2 separate regions of the Mus musculus genome follow, and region 1 is linked to region 2. Evidence: chromatin contacts called from public promoter capture Hi-C data. All regions are on one chromosome and are shown on one strand. The core of a region is the stretch at or near the end of the contact, and the rest is flanking DNA. Distances in the headings are between cores, read along the strand shown. Region 1 overlaps Polr1a (polymerase (RNA) I polypeptide A). Region 2 holds the start of Atoh8 (atonal bHLH transcription factor 8).

What was found. Promoter capture Hi-C pulls out the DNA fragments that hold promoters and counts their contacts.
Region 1: a promoter capture Hi-C map of liver shows a contact between it and region 2, with 4 times the contacts expected there. The contact joins the enhancer-like site here to the promoter of Atoh8 in region 2. A contact is called at or near these places in 21 of 39 promoter capture datasets (the 3T3-L1 cell line, 3T3-L1-derived adipocytes, the C10 cell line and 14 more), 2 of 15 datasets of contacts at CTCF or cohesin (the NIH/3T3 cell line and large pre-B cells), 19 of 484 Hi-C or Micro-C datasets (the AML12 cell line, the C2C12 cell line, Sertoli cells and 11 more), 17 of 115 datasets of contacts at active chromatin or transcription factors (the NIH/3T3 cell line, astrocytes, bone marrow-derived dendritic cells and 11 more) and 4 of 9 other capture datasets (adipose tissue, embryonic stem cells, liver and 1 more).

Annotation. Positions count from the first base shown.
Region 1 is chr6:71,921,824-71,928,364 of GRCm38.p6, forward strand. It overlaps Polr1a (polymerase (RNA) I polypeptide A), which reads left to right. Exons shown (of 34, transcript NM_009088.3): 7 at 2,767-2,874; 8 at 4,461-4,566; 9 at 4,826-4,988. Among named protein-coding and RNA genes, the nearest start is that of Polr1a, 16 kb to the left of the region's middle. Within about 2 kb of position 1,353, at least 5 of the 459 cell types and tissues checked have an H3K27ac peak or open chromatin away from gene starts, as enhancers often do.
Region 2 is chr6:72,230,721-72,237,334 of GRCm38.p6, forward strand. Atoh8 (atonal bHLH transcription factor 8) reads right to left here and starts at 4,857. Exons shown (of 3, transcript NM_153778.3): 1 at 3,674-4,857. The coding sequence starts at 4,444. It overlaps Gm52906 (a long non-coding RNA gene), which reads left to right and starts at 902. Exons shown (of 3, transcript XR_003956452.1): 1 at 902-993; 2 at 1,403-1,499; 3 at 1,841-2,008.

The DNA of each region.
Region 1 (6,541 bases), core at 103-2,602, 310 kb before region 2:
CACAGTGTGAGTTCCCATGAAGTCGTCTTCCAGTTGGTTCATTTGTAACCTTTTAGATCGCCGTAGGCATCCATCAGCACTAGGGTGGCACTGATAACTTACAAACCTAATTTGAAACTTGCCAGTTATTTTGCTCATGGCCTTTCTGTATCCTAGGACCTAGAGTGGGATCCATACCCTGTTTAGGCACATGTTCTTTGATAGTGAGCAGCTAATAGCACAAGAGTGGATTTTCCTCCACTTACCTGCAAACGGCCATAGAAACATCTTCTCTTAGCACCGCTTGACAGTTGCAACCATGACCCTCTAGATTGTCCTAGAAAATGCTAATACACTAAAAACAGAAATGTTCAGAATTTTCAATAATAACTCCAGTTGGGGCACATGTCCAAAGATAAAGTAGCCTTTCAGTTCCTTTCATTCATCTGAGGTAATATTTTGCTGTAACTGTAAGAATAAGGTACATCCAGAAGTCTGGACACTAGAAATCTGTAGAAGATAGTCCTTGTTTTGGTTGTTTTTTGTTTTGTTTCCTTATTTACTTGTTAGTTTTTTATTTAATGACTCTTTTTTTTGGTTAGGGAGGAGGGAGTTTGAGACAGGGTCTTGATGCATAGTCCTGGCTGATCTGAAACTCACTACATAGATAAAGCCGGCCTTGAACTCACAGAGATCCTCTTACCTCTGCCACCCAAGTGATGGGTTAAAGGTGTGTGCTACCACACCCAGCATAAACAATTCTTAAATATGTTATTTGCACACAATTGGGCCGGCAAGATGGTTGGTTCAACAGGTAAAGATGCTTCCTGCCAAGCCTGACAGTCTGAGTTAGCCTGTAGCAACCACAGGGTGGGAAGAGAGGGCTGACTCCTGAAGGTTGTCCTCTGACCTTCACCCGCCCACGGCTACACACTCACTCCACAATAAATAAATAAATAATCAGTGTAATGGAGAAGCTAACCAAAAGTATAGAACAGGGCAAAACAGCATTGTTTGTGGCTAGTTGAGAATATGTGAAGTGTGTGTACCAGCTGGCAGTCATCTGTACTGTAAAGAACTGTGCTGTGATTGTGTTTGCCACACTTGAGGGTGCTCAGTACACACATGACAGTGGGGAGTGAGGATGACTATAGGAAAGACAGAAAAAAAGAAAAAGAGACACATATGGGAGGGCTGCAGGTCATTACCACACCAGCCTCGAGTGTACTTCTCATTGCCTTCTTGTACCAGAGTGCCATGGGAAGCAAAGCCACAAGCTAACAGAAACTATTTGCTGAAGTGTACTCCTAAGACATTTGTTCTCGCCCAAAAACCTCCCTAGTCCTTCCACCATGGTCAATAGACTCTTCAGCCCTCGCCTTGAGCCTCAGGCGCGCCGCCTCATTCCGTGGCTCAGCAGGGCTGCCAGCAGCCTGGACTCTGACTGTTGAGCAGACTTTCTTCCTGCTTCAGAGAAGCAGCTCCAGCAGTTCCTTGATAAATCCAGAGGAGGGAAAATTGAGCAATGCTTCACTTCAGTTAAGGCATCCCAGAAAATGCTCACAATTGTGAGGCTACAGAATACTTAAATTACCTTTGTTCCTCATCTCAGTGTCAAGATCAGCTTCTTACACGGGAGCCTCAATACAATTTTCTACTTGATGTGGGCAGAGCTAGCAATCAGGGTCTCAGAGGATCTTGCCTAGTCCAAGAAGCCAACCTCACCTACTAGTGTGATATTTCTTAAATCAGTCTATTCAGATCTGTAGACATCTTCACACAGGCGCTCAGTGGATGAAAGTGCTTAGGGCCCAAATCTATGTTCTAGTCCCAGGACTCATAGTAGCTGAAGAGAACCAACTCCCAAAAGCAATGAGAAGACAGCTTCCCTGTGTGTGTGTGCACAGTGGCACATATGTCCTCACACTCACACAATTGAAAAATCACCTCCCCACATTTACTACTGTTTCCCTGACCCTCTCTGCTGGGTCCTGGGTCCATGAGACAATGCTGCTTGTTTTCTTCCAAGGCCTCATTCATGCTAGGTGCCTATTCAACACTTATCTATATCCTAGCCCAATAATGTTCATTTAGAAAAGCTAACACTGAAATCAATCTGAATGTCCAAATAGAAGAGTGTGGTTAAATAAATTAGGAAATCTCCTCAGTAGAGTATCGTGCAGCCATAGAAATGATGATTGGAGCTGGGCATGGTTGCATAGACTAAGCCCAGCACTTGAGAGGTGGAGACAGGAGGATCAGGACTTCAAGGCTAACCTGGGCTACTTAAGGTTGTCTCAGTAACAAGCAAAAAAGTGTTTAGATGAAAGCTATATAGCAATTGTCTATGTGTCCCTCTTATAGCACCAAATGAACAGAATTTTGATGAAAATAAATCCATGCAAGATTTTCGGGTTTTTTGAAGTAATACCTCACTGTAGCCCACATTGTCCTAGAACTAATGATCCTCCGCCTCGTCCTCCTAAGTCCTGGGGTGACAGGCCTGTGCCACCAACCTGGCACAGTCTCAATGTCATGTACGGTATTTACATGAACCAAAGCACTAGAAAAGAAAGTTTAAAAGTGAAAATAGTTATGTTAGTAATATGAGCGAGTGGGAATGCCCTGGTGTATTCTTCCACTCTGGTTTTATATAATAGTGTCTTGTGTTCGTTACTCCCGAAATCAGAGTGTGGGTGGAGATCCGGGCTGAGGAGCTGCTTCTCTGTAGAATGATGTTTACGGTTGTTGAAAGAATGGGGGGAATATGGGTCTATCTCACTACAGAAGGAGTGCCGGAAGCTCCAGGAATTGACAAGGCTCAGATGGGGAAACGAGGGTACCTGACCCCAAGCAGCGCCCAAGAACACCTTTTCGCCATTTGGAAGAATGAAGGTACTAGAGAAATTGTCTGTCTGTCTGTGGATTTGATTTCCTGGATCATTTTATTAGTCCACCCTCTTACTACCTTAACTGAAGTTCTAATTAATGTAGCTCCCACCTGTAATTTCTCCACTGGTCTGGGGCAAGCTTCAGGGCACATTGACTTAGAGCCATTAAGAAGCAAGGTAGGTCACACCCCCTACCAAGAACTTGGTGCAGCCGAGCCCAGTCACTGCTGCACTACTGCATTCTGGAAGGCTTATTGTCACTCATCTTTTTCAGATGTCCACTAAAAGGGATGTTTTAGCTGGGCAGGTGGCACACACCTTTAGTCTCAGCACTTGGGAGGCAGAGGTAGGTGGATCTCTTGAGTTCAAGGCATGGTCTATATAGTGAGTTCCAAGAAAGCCAAAGCTACTTAGTGAGACCATCTTGAAACCCCCCCCCCCAAAAAAAAGATCTTGTAAACATTCATTCTATGCAGATTCCTTCTGTGAATCAGAGTGAACTTTTGTATGTTTCAGTTCCCTGCAAAAAGGGAAATCTTCCCCTTTCTGAATACATAAGATGGCCAGTGCAGAGACCTCGAAGTCCTCAGCCATCTTCCAAGATGGTGTCAGGGCACTAACGATGGTCTCTGCAAAGGAAGTGCTCTGGGCACTGATTGGTCTCTGCACAGGAAGTGTTCTGGGCACTGATTGGTCTCTGCACAGGAAGTGTTCTGGGCACTGATTGGTCTCTGCACAGGAAGTGTTCTGGGCACTGATTGGTCTCTGCACAGGAAGTGTTCTGGGCACTGATTGGTCTCTGCACAGGAAGTGCTCTGGGCACTGATTGGTCTCTGCACAGGAAGCTCATAGACAACCATGGTATCGCCAGGATTACAAGAGTGGAAAAGTACCGCATTCGTTAAGTGCTTTCTGTGGCAGGCTTTACTCAGGCTTGGTTCATTTTCTCCAAGCAGTTTTAGGTCAGCTTACTTACGTCTCTGATCCAGTTTGCAGAAGAGCCCTCTTCACATACCTATAGAGAAAGGATGTTCCATTATCTTTTGTTTTTAAGAGACTAAACTTTATTTGACTTGATTTTTTTTTTTTATTTTGATTAATTTTGTTCAGAGTCCAAAATAGCAAACATTTTTTTTGTTTGTTTTTTGTTTTTCGAGACAGGGTTTCTCTGTGTAGCCCTGGCTGTCCTGGAACTCAGTTTATAGACCAGTCTGGCCTTGAACTCAGAAATCCGCCTGCCTCTGCCTCTGCTGGGATTACAGGCTGTGCCACCACGCCCCTGCTTGCAAACATTTTGTTATGTATGTAAGATTCCACACCTAGGAGGGAGGGTGACTTAAGCTTCCTGTTTCTTCATAGCTCATTTCCTTACTGAAGTACCGTTGGCCCTCAGCATCTTCATCTTATCTTACTGCATACAAGCTGTCCTATGCCCAGGCTGACTTTGTTTGTTTTTATAAGAAGTATTTTCTTATTCTGCATAGCATCCCATATCCTGTTTTGATTTGTTTTTTTTTTCTTAGTAACATTTTTATGTTTTTATGCATAAATGGCTTAAATGGTCTTGTTGGTTACTTTATTTCAACACAGGATTCTTTCTGAATTATCTTTTTTCGGGATTGGATGATATTGGCCCAGAGTCCAGTTTCAACCCCAGTATGTTCTTTCTAGACTTCATAGTCGTACCGCCATCCAGGTAACTCCTTTTAACTTACTCTGCATGAAAAGGGTGGGCTGAGGAATTGAGCAGGGTCACGTAGGAGGGCCTGGAAGGGTTGGGCCACTGAGAAATCAAACAGCTGTCAAACCAAGGTTGCAGGTAGTGGCCTGAGCATTCTCTGTCATTTGGTTGTCCTAGACATAGGTGGTTGTTTCTAGTGGACTGAGCTGTGCTTCTTTCAGTAAATAGTTAGGAGGCTGAAAAACATTCATGAAGCCTGTATGCCACCCTGTAGGTACCGTCCCGTCAATCGCCTGGGTGACCAGATGTTCACTAATGGCCAGACAGTAAACTTGCAAGCTGTCATGAAGGATGCAGTTTTGATCCGGAAACTTCTGGCGTTGATGGCCCAAGAACAGAAACTGCCCTGTGAGATGACAGAACTCACCATAGACAAGGTCAGAGCTGCCTCGGTGTTGATACAATGTCTTGGTTAAGGACAGGTTTGGTAAGAACTACACACTTGGTTCTAACTGTGTGGACACAGATGTTGTGGCTGCTGCAAGATGCTACCTGCAGTGGGCAGCACCCCTGGTTGGCAGTGTGACTTGTTAGGACAAGTGCAGGCCTGATTATAGATAAATGTAGGTATTGTTTGGGTTCAATATCCAAAGATCATGCCAGTGGTTTTAGTCACTTTGATTTCTTGGACGCATCTTCACTATACAGTGTATGACATTTATGGTGAGGTTTCACACCCAGGCTGTTCTTGGAGGTCTCAGTAGTCATCTTCCCTCCGGCTCTAAGGATGTGTGTGTTGGCTCAGAAAGGTCTTTAGCAATGGAGCCAGGAAGACGATGTAGAATGGGATTTTCTAGAATAAGACCATCCCCACTGACAGTTACCTAGCCCTTTCCAGGTCTTACATCAAACTCTGTAAATTAAAGCTAAATTGGGTATTCAAAGTGACTTGCCAAGGTCACTCCATCCCTGAACTGTGGTCAGGATGTAAATAGAATGGCTTTTTCTAGCTTTGGAGAGACAGACCTCTCATATTCCATGTCATTTGCTCAGACAGTGCTGCTATAAGCCAGGGTTGTCCCAGGGTGACACCATTGTCTCCTGGGCACATAGCTTTGGATGACTTCTTGACCCTTTGTCTGGTTCTACTGAACTTTACTGATGAGTCAGTGTGGATGTGCTTTTAACAGCATAAGAAAGAGTTGCCATCTGCAGGTCCTGGTCCAGTGTGGAAGACTGAAGACCATAGGATAATCAAATCCAATGAGTAGGAATGAGAATTTTATTTTAGTGACCCTTAAGAGTAGAGACTAGCTTTTGTCAATAGTAACAGGGCTCTATCTCTAGGGGGAAAAAAAAAAAACAAACAATACTGTCTTGATCCCTCGGCTAATTTCCCTTTAATTAATTAGACATATTCTTGTTTTTTTCCTATTTGTGTTCATCATTGTATTCCCATGGCACTGATCTCTCAGGAGCTGTCCCCTAGGGACTAGGGACATACCAGAAGCCAGGGGACAAGGTCTTGTTCATTTCAACAGCAATCATGTGACTATAAGCAGTGAGTTTGACTAGACAGGCCTCTGCCATCATGCAGGTGGTGAAAGGACTGTAATGTTGTCTGCAGAACTATATGTACCCTCCAAGATGACTCCTTTATTCCCTGGTAATGGGGACAAACCCAGATTATCACTGTGGCATTGTCATCTGCCTTCACACACTGTTTGTAGCCAGATGGGGCCAGTAGGTGGTGCTCTAAGGACCTCTGTGTTTCTCTTCCCTGGGTAGGTAAGAAGAAGAGTCAGGATTAGGGATAGAAATATTTTTACATGATTAGATAAATATTTAAGCTTGAGGATGAGCCAGTTAGCTTAGTCTAACCCACTTGGGGACTCACATTATAACTGGTGACATACAGTATTATATGGCAAACATTTTTCTTAAGAAATTATTCTACCTGCATTAAAATAATAGTAATGTTATTTGGTGG
Region 2 (6,614 bases), core at 3,607-6,106:
CCCTATACCCTTCTGGAATTATAATCTAGTGATGAACCTTGGAGATCCTCAAGGCACATGGGGGTGGGGGGGTAACCTGGGGCCCACTTGCTCGCTGCTAAGGGGCCATCACGGTCTGCTGATGCCACTCCTCCATGGACATCAAGGGGCTTCGAGGAGGAGAACAAAGCCACCCACAGGCTAGGCATCCCAAAGGTGGGCATAGCCCGAGGGTCCTGCCAGGGAACTGAGCTCCAAAGCCCCGGCCCTTCCCTCCTCTGCCCAGTACAGCTGGCCTTTCCCATGGACCCCTCCCCCCTGGCAGGGAGCAGCCTGCACGTGGCCAGCCCAGCTGCACACACATGGCCCTCATATGGGGCAGCAAGGAGGGCTTGGGTGCAGCTGGGCTGGTGGCAAGTGCTGTGGTCTGACCATCTGCCCTGCACCCCCCGTCCCCAGACGTGAGGGACTCTGTCCCACCTGCAGCAGGCACACAGCTCCCTCCCAGCTCTTCCTGGTTGAGAGGAGAGGAGATTGCAATGACTGGCAGGGACCTAACTGTCTTCCTGGTGCTGCGGTACATAAGCCAGGAAGCAAAGCCGTTAAGCGCTGGCCAGTGGGAAGACTCGCTGACCCTGATTCAATCCAGGTTTTGTGGTGGCCACACAGCTCTGTAACTGCACAACACCATGAACGCACTGCCAAGACCCGAGAGTGCCGACACATGGGTGCAGCACAGCACAAAGCCTACGGGGCCACCGGGAGCACCACAAGACCTCAGCCAGTTCACATAAGTTTCCTGAGACCCCAAAACCACCTTGTAAGAACTGGGGCATGGGGGAAGTGATGACAGCACCTATTTCACAAAGCCAACTAGAACATGGGAGGTTCTAAGCACGGAGCCTGGTGCGTTTCTGTGGTTATCATCAGAACGACGAAATGGCTGGCTGGCTGGCTCAGTGGTTGCCTGCTGCCAAGCCCCATGGCCAGAGTTCGATCCCCAAGGATCACATGGTAAAAGGAGAGAACCAATTTCTCAAGCTGTCCTCTGACCTCTACTCACACACTGAGACACACCTATACACACACACAGCAATATAGTTTTTAAAATCCCAAAAGAGCTGGGTGTGGTGGTATGTGCCTTTAACCTCAGCACTCAGGAGGCAGATGCAAAAGCAAGGAGATTTCTATAAATTCCAGGCTAGCCTAGTCTATATAACAAGTTTAGCTGCAGGCCAACAAAGAGTACATAGAGAGACCCTGTCAAAAAAAAAAAAAAAAGGAGGAGGGGGGTATAATAAAGCATCCATACTGCCTTGTCCTGTAGAGCCCTGCCCTGCTCAGTGCCCAGGCCCCTGAAGACACACATTTGAGACTTCTTCTTCTTCTTCTTCCTTATGGACCTTGCCTGCTCTTGGTGCAGAAGAGCTCAATGTGAGGTAGAGGATAACGTCATGATGCAACCTGAGCAGCCAAGGCCCACAGAGGACTGTCCCCAGCCACACAGAAAGTCCAGGAGGGTAAGCTCCAGGGCAGGGAGACACTCCTTCCCTGGGAGTGCCTGGTGGTGGGGACAGGGTGGGGACAGTCTCAGCCCTTCTCTAGATCTCTGTCCTTCTCAGTCAACAAGATGATGTCCAATGGGACCCAGCAACCCTTTTAGGGAAAGGACAGAATGGTTGGGGCTAGGAAAAAGAAACAAGAGACGTGTGTGTGTGTGTGTGTGTGTGTGTGCGCGCGCACACACGCGCGCGCGCACAAGCGTCCTTTGGGTAGATATATTCAACACATGTACATACATTTAACTACATCTGTGTGCACACTAAGTCTCTTTTAAAATACTTGGGCTAACCTTCGTCAGGACACTTTGAATTTGATGCTTGTGTCAGAACTTCCCCTACAGACAGCAGAACGAAACCTCATCTGAAAGTCAACAAGGGCACCACCCAGTGGGAAGATTGTAGCCACATAAACTTTCCATGAACTGCTCACTACAAGATGATCTTGGGTGAGTCTCGTACCTTCCCCTGGCCTCAGTATTGCTTACGATGAAATGGGTCTATCCAATCCTGACGTTAAGATTACATAAAATAGGAGTCCTTGTAGACAGAAAAGGCACAGGACACGAGAGACACAGGCAAGCACACAGGCATGAATGCTCTCCCTAAGTAAAGTTGAAGGCAGCAGCTGGAGGCAGAGAAAAGGAGCTGAGGGAGAGGTTTGGGGCACACGAACCCCCTCAGTTCAGGAGGGGTTCACCTCACCACAAGCAAAGCAGATATACAGGCAACTCCCTGCCCTCTGTCATCTGCAAGATACCCCACAGGTTGTCACTGCGCAGGCATGCAGGCACACAGCAGCTGGCCCAGGGTGACATGGATGGCTCCACAGCCTAGGGAACAGCTGATGTATCTGCAGGCAGTGACAGCCACCCTGCCTCCACCAAACGCTTCTCCCAAACCCAGGTTCAAAAGCCACTAGGGTCACTTTCTCCTAGGCGTCCCATGTTCAACTCATGGAAGGACTAAGTCTCCAATGCCTGACTTTACCCATAGAAGGGAGTCTGAGCGAGAGAGATGCTACTGGCTAAAGCCCAGAGAGGTTGAGTAACTTTCCAGGAGACAAACAGCTAATCAGTGGCAGAACAAACAAACAAAAGTTTCATCCATTAAAGAAGTAACATCCACCACCCATTCCAACCTCTTATGTGACCTGAATGAGAGGGCCCATCCCACACCCTTTGCAGATCTTACTCCTCTCTAAGAAAGTGAGAAACCAGAGAGTTCTGGGGAAGAACTAAGCTTATCTTAAGTGGAACTGTCAGCTGCCCCCTCTGCCATGGTAATTCTCTAGTCAAATGTTCCTTAGTTTTCCCAATAGATGCTGTCAGGTGAGGGCAGTCTGCCCCCAGTAACTAAAGAGGAGCCCCCTGGCTTATCCAGAGCTCGGCTCTGTTGGCTCCACCCCGACCCCTGAGAGAATCCCCAGCAGTCTCCTGGCCCCCCAGGAGGTGACTGGTGTGAAGAGGAAGGGCAGCGGTGGGCAGGATCTCCTGGGAAAGTTCCTGAAGCTGTGTTTGAAAGAAACACAGCCTTGTAGCCCGGTCATAACGGACTCCGGGAACTAGGTAAAGCAGAGATCCTAGAAGCAAGCTGAAGTGACCATGGAAACAGGAGCTGAGAGGCGCTGACAAGCCCCACCCCCTACCCCTACCCACCCCCCACCCCCACCTCCCCACCCCCGCCTCCTGGGTCGCCCTTTACATTCCAGGGCCCCCAGGAGCGCACCTCTGTGATGCTGTGTGCCTCGGTGACACCAACAGGGGGCCGAGACCCCAAGCATGCCAAGTGCACAGAGCGGAAAGGTCGTGCTCTGTTCCCTTCCCCTGCCAGGGGAAGATTCCCACATCCCCCCCCCCCCCCCGTACTCCCCACCAAGCCCAAGGGACCAGAAGACAAATACTCGCTGCACAAGTCAACTACAAGACCTGAGGTCAGACGCGGTTACTCCTGGGGAACAGGGGCGTGTCTAGGCCAGAGATCCCTAGATTTCGCCCACTTTACAAACTAAAAAGTTGCAACAATGATAACTCTAATCTGCCTGCTTTGTGGGATTCCTTTTATCCTAACTCCGACCCTGGGACCACCCACCCACCCACTTCTGCCACTCTAACCCCGCGGCGGTTAGTGAGTACCTGCTTCCTCAGCGCCTCGAAGGCTGCGCTGATGGTGTGCACCCGCGTCCGCTCCCTGGCGTTGGCCAGAAGCCTCCGGGTCTGCTGCAGGGCTTTGATCTCCGTTGAGGCGGCGGTCGCTTCGCCTGGCCGTTTCCTAGGCGACGCGGAAGAATCCGGGTGGTTATTGTAAATTACGTGTGAAATTGACGAGTAGGAACTTTCCCCCGGGCGCGTGGGGGGCGCAGGGCGCACGGGGGACTCTTGTGGCGCCGCTGGGGGTGCGAGAGGCGCGGATTGTGTGGGACGCGCGGGAGGGGCGCACAGCAAGATGCGGGGACGCAGAGCCTGCTCGCGGAAGGAGTGCGCCTCGGGATCCCCGGGTGCCAAGCTCTGAGATGCGGGAGGCGGCGGTGGCGTGGGTAGTCCCGGTCCCACTGTGCCCAGAGCGAAACCGCGTTTGCGCGCGTCAGAGACCTCAGGCGCTCTGATGCCCCGGAATTCCCTGGCTGTGTCTGTGCCTCCACCTGGAGGAACCGCCGGCGCCACTGAGGCTGGTACTGGGGTCGCGATCGGGAACGGTTGTGTCCTGTCCCGAAGCCCGTTGGTGGCGGCGGTGGTGCTGACTGTGGCGCCGAGCTCGGGAGCTTCCAAGTCCAATCGGAAAGTTTTATAGCCATTCGCGCGCCGCACCGGCTCCTTGCCTTTCCGCTTGAGCTTCTTGAGGCCGTTCAGTTCTTTAACGCACACAGTCTTCCACGGCCCGTCCTCGAGGACCGGGATGTGCTTCATGGCGAGGACGGCGTGAGGCTGGGGCGTGGGACTGCCCGGGACGCGCGCCCGCAGCGATCACTCTGCACGCCGCGCGCCTGGCTGTGCCGGGTGGCCGCCGCGCTGAGCGCCGCCTTGTCGCCGCGCTCTCTCCTCCTACCCTCCCTCCCCGGGTCCCTCCCTCGCACCCCCACTCCCGGGGCAGCTGCGCCTCCGGCTCCGTGAAGCCTTGGAGGCTGCCGGTTCCCCGGGAGAGCTCAGAGTGTCATCTGAAGTCGCTGCCGCCCTGCCAGCATTTCTGCAGAACGCCCGCTGCGCTCCATCTGTGTTTGTTTAGCCTCAGTTTACACAGAAGCCCAGTTCGCAAGATCACTCAGCGCCGCCCGCCCGGAGAGGAGGCAGCTCCCGCCGCCGCCGCTGCCGCCTCCCGAGCCCAGGCCGCCCGAGCAGCGAGCGCCTTTAAAGAAACAGGAAGCATTTTTCAAAACAGCTGGGCTGAGGGCCGCCTCCTTTGTCCGCGTGCTCTCGGCCTCCCCCCACCCCTCATGCCTTGTGCCGGAACCTGCCTCCTCCTGCTCGCCCTCTCTGCCCCCTACCCAAGTTGGGGGCGCGCCTTCTCTCTCCAAAAACAGTCCGCACTGTCCACTACAGTCCCGAGCACGTGGCTGCTAATCGCTGTGGCCCTTCATTGCCCAGCCTTGTTGGCCTGGGGTGGGGGTGGGGGTGACGCAGCGCCGACCTTTCCCATCCAGAACCTTCCCTTCTACCTCCCACCCGAACTGTCCAACAGAGGGAGAAATCCCAGAGCTTCTGGGAGGGAAAGATAAGTGGGAGAGAAGAACCCCAGAGTGGCTGGTCATTGTCATCCAACTGCAAGAAGGCCTTCTCCCTTCTTGCCCCTATTTGCTGGGGCAGAGGCCTTAGGAACAGAACACCGGACATTGGGAAACTGAGAGATGCAAATGTCTGGTTTAGCAGATGTAACGTCGGTGAAGATCTTAAGTCATCTTACCCGAAGCGCCCTGCTAAACCCAGATTTACTCATCTATGAAATGAGGAATCTGGAGAACACCCATGCTTGTCACAGCCTGGCTGTGAAAGCCGCCACACAGGAGGTGCCAGGTCATCAGTAGCTGCGCTAATGTTATCAGCCAGGGCAGGACAGCTCCTCAAGCAGACAGAATTCTTAGGTCCAGAGCTCAAGGTTGCCATTTACTGAGCGACCTTGGCATTCGTCGTGCTGTCCCTCGGCACCTCTGGCTCCTTATGCCCAGGATAGGGGTCACAACCACACCTTCCTCCTGGGAATGATAACAATTGATTGAGCACAGAGCCTGATGCCAATTGGCCCCAGAGGTAGAGTTCACTCTCCAGACCCCCAGGCCCCTATTCCACTGGAAATCCTACTAGAAAGAAGAGGCTGACGGGGAGGCCCTCTCGGGACCCTCTGCACACACCTTCCCCTGTGCTGCCACGTAGAGTTGCTCTCTTCACCGAGCCTTCCTCCAATGGTCTCCTTTGAGGCAAGTGTCATTAAAAGGATGAAAGGAGATCGTATATGGCATTTGAATGGTGACCCTTGACACACTGGTGTAGTGAAACTATAACTCGGGGCTTAGCTAGAGTTGGGCAGAGTCACAAGCTGTGTTGCCCGTGGCAGTTAGTGTGTTAGATGCCTCCACGTGAGTGGATGCCATTCCTAACAACGGGCTCCACGAAAGCTGAACCCCAGCCCTTTTCTAATGTCTTCCAAAAGAAGGGAAAGACCACTGTAATTTGTCGGAATGGAAGGAAAGAGAGCAGTGATAGGGATGACATCTGTGTTGGGTAGACACACCCACCACCCCCACGTCTCCCTTTGGGCAACTTGAGGATCTGAACTTGGCAGTCACAGGATGGAAGGGTGTTCTGAGGAACAGAAGAGAAATGTAAGTAGCCTAATTGATGGGAAGAATGCCTGTGACTGCCATTCTCAGCTTACCAGGCCACAGATTTCAGGCCGAGGCCAGCTGAATGCAAACCAGGTCTCTCCTGGTACTCCCCGTTCTCCGATTCCCGTTAGCTTCCTTGAGAAGCTGGACAGAAACCAGCTGGGCAGCGCCCCCTGGTGGTATAAAGCTTAGGAGACTCAACCCCACTGACCTCTGTCAAGGAACTGATCTGGTTTGGGGATGCATGAGTGGCCCTATAA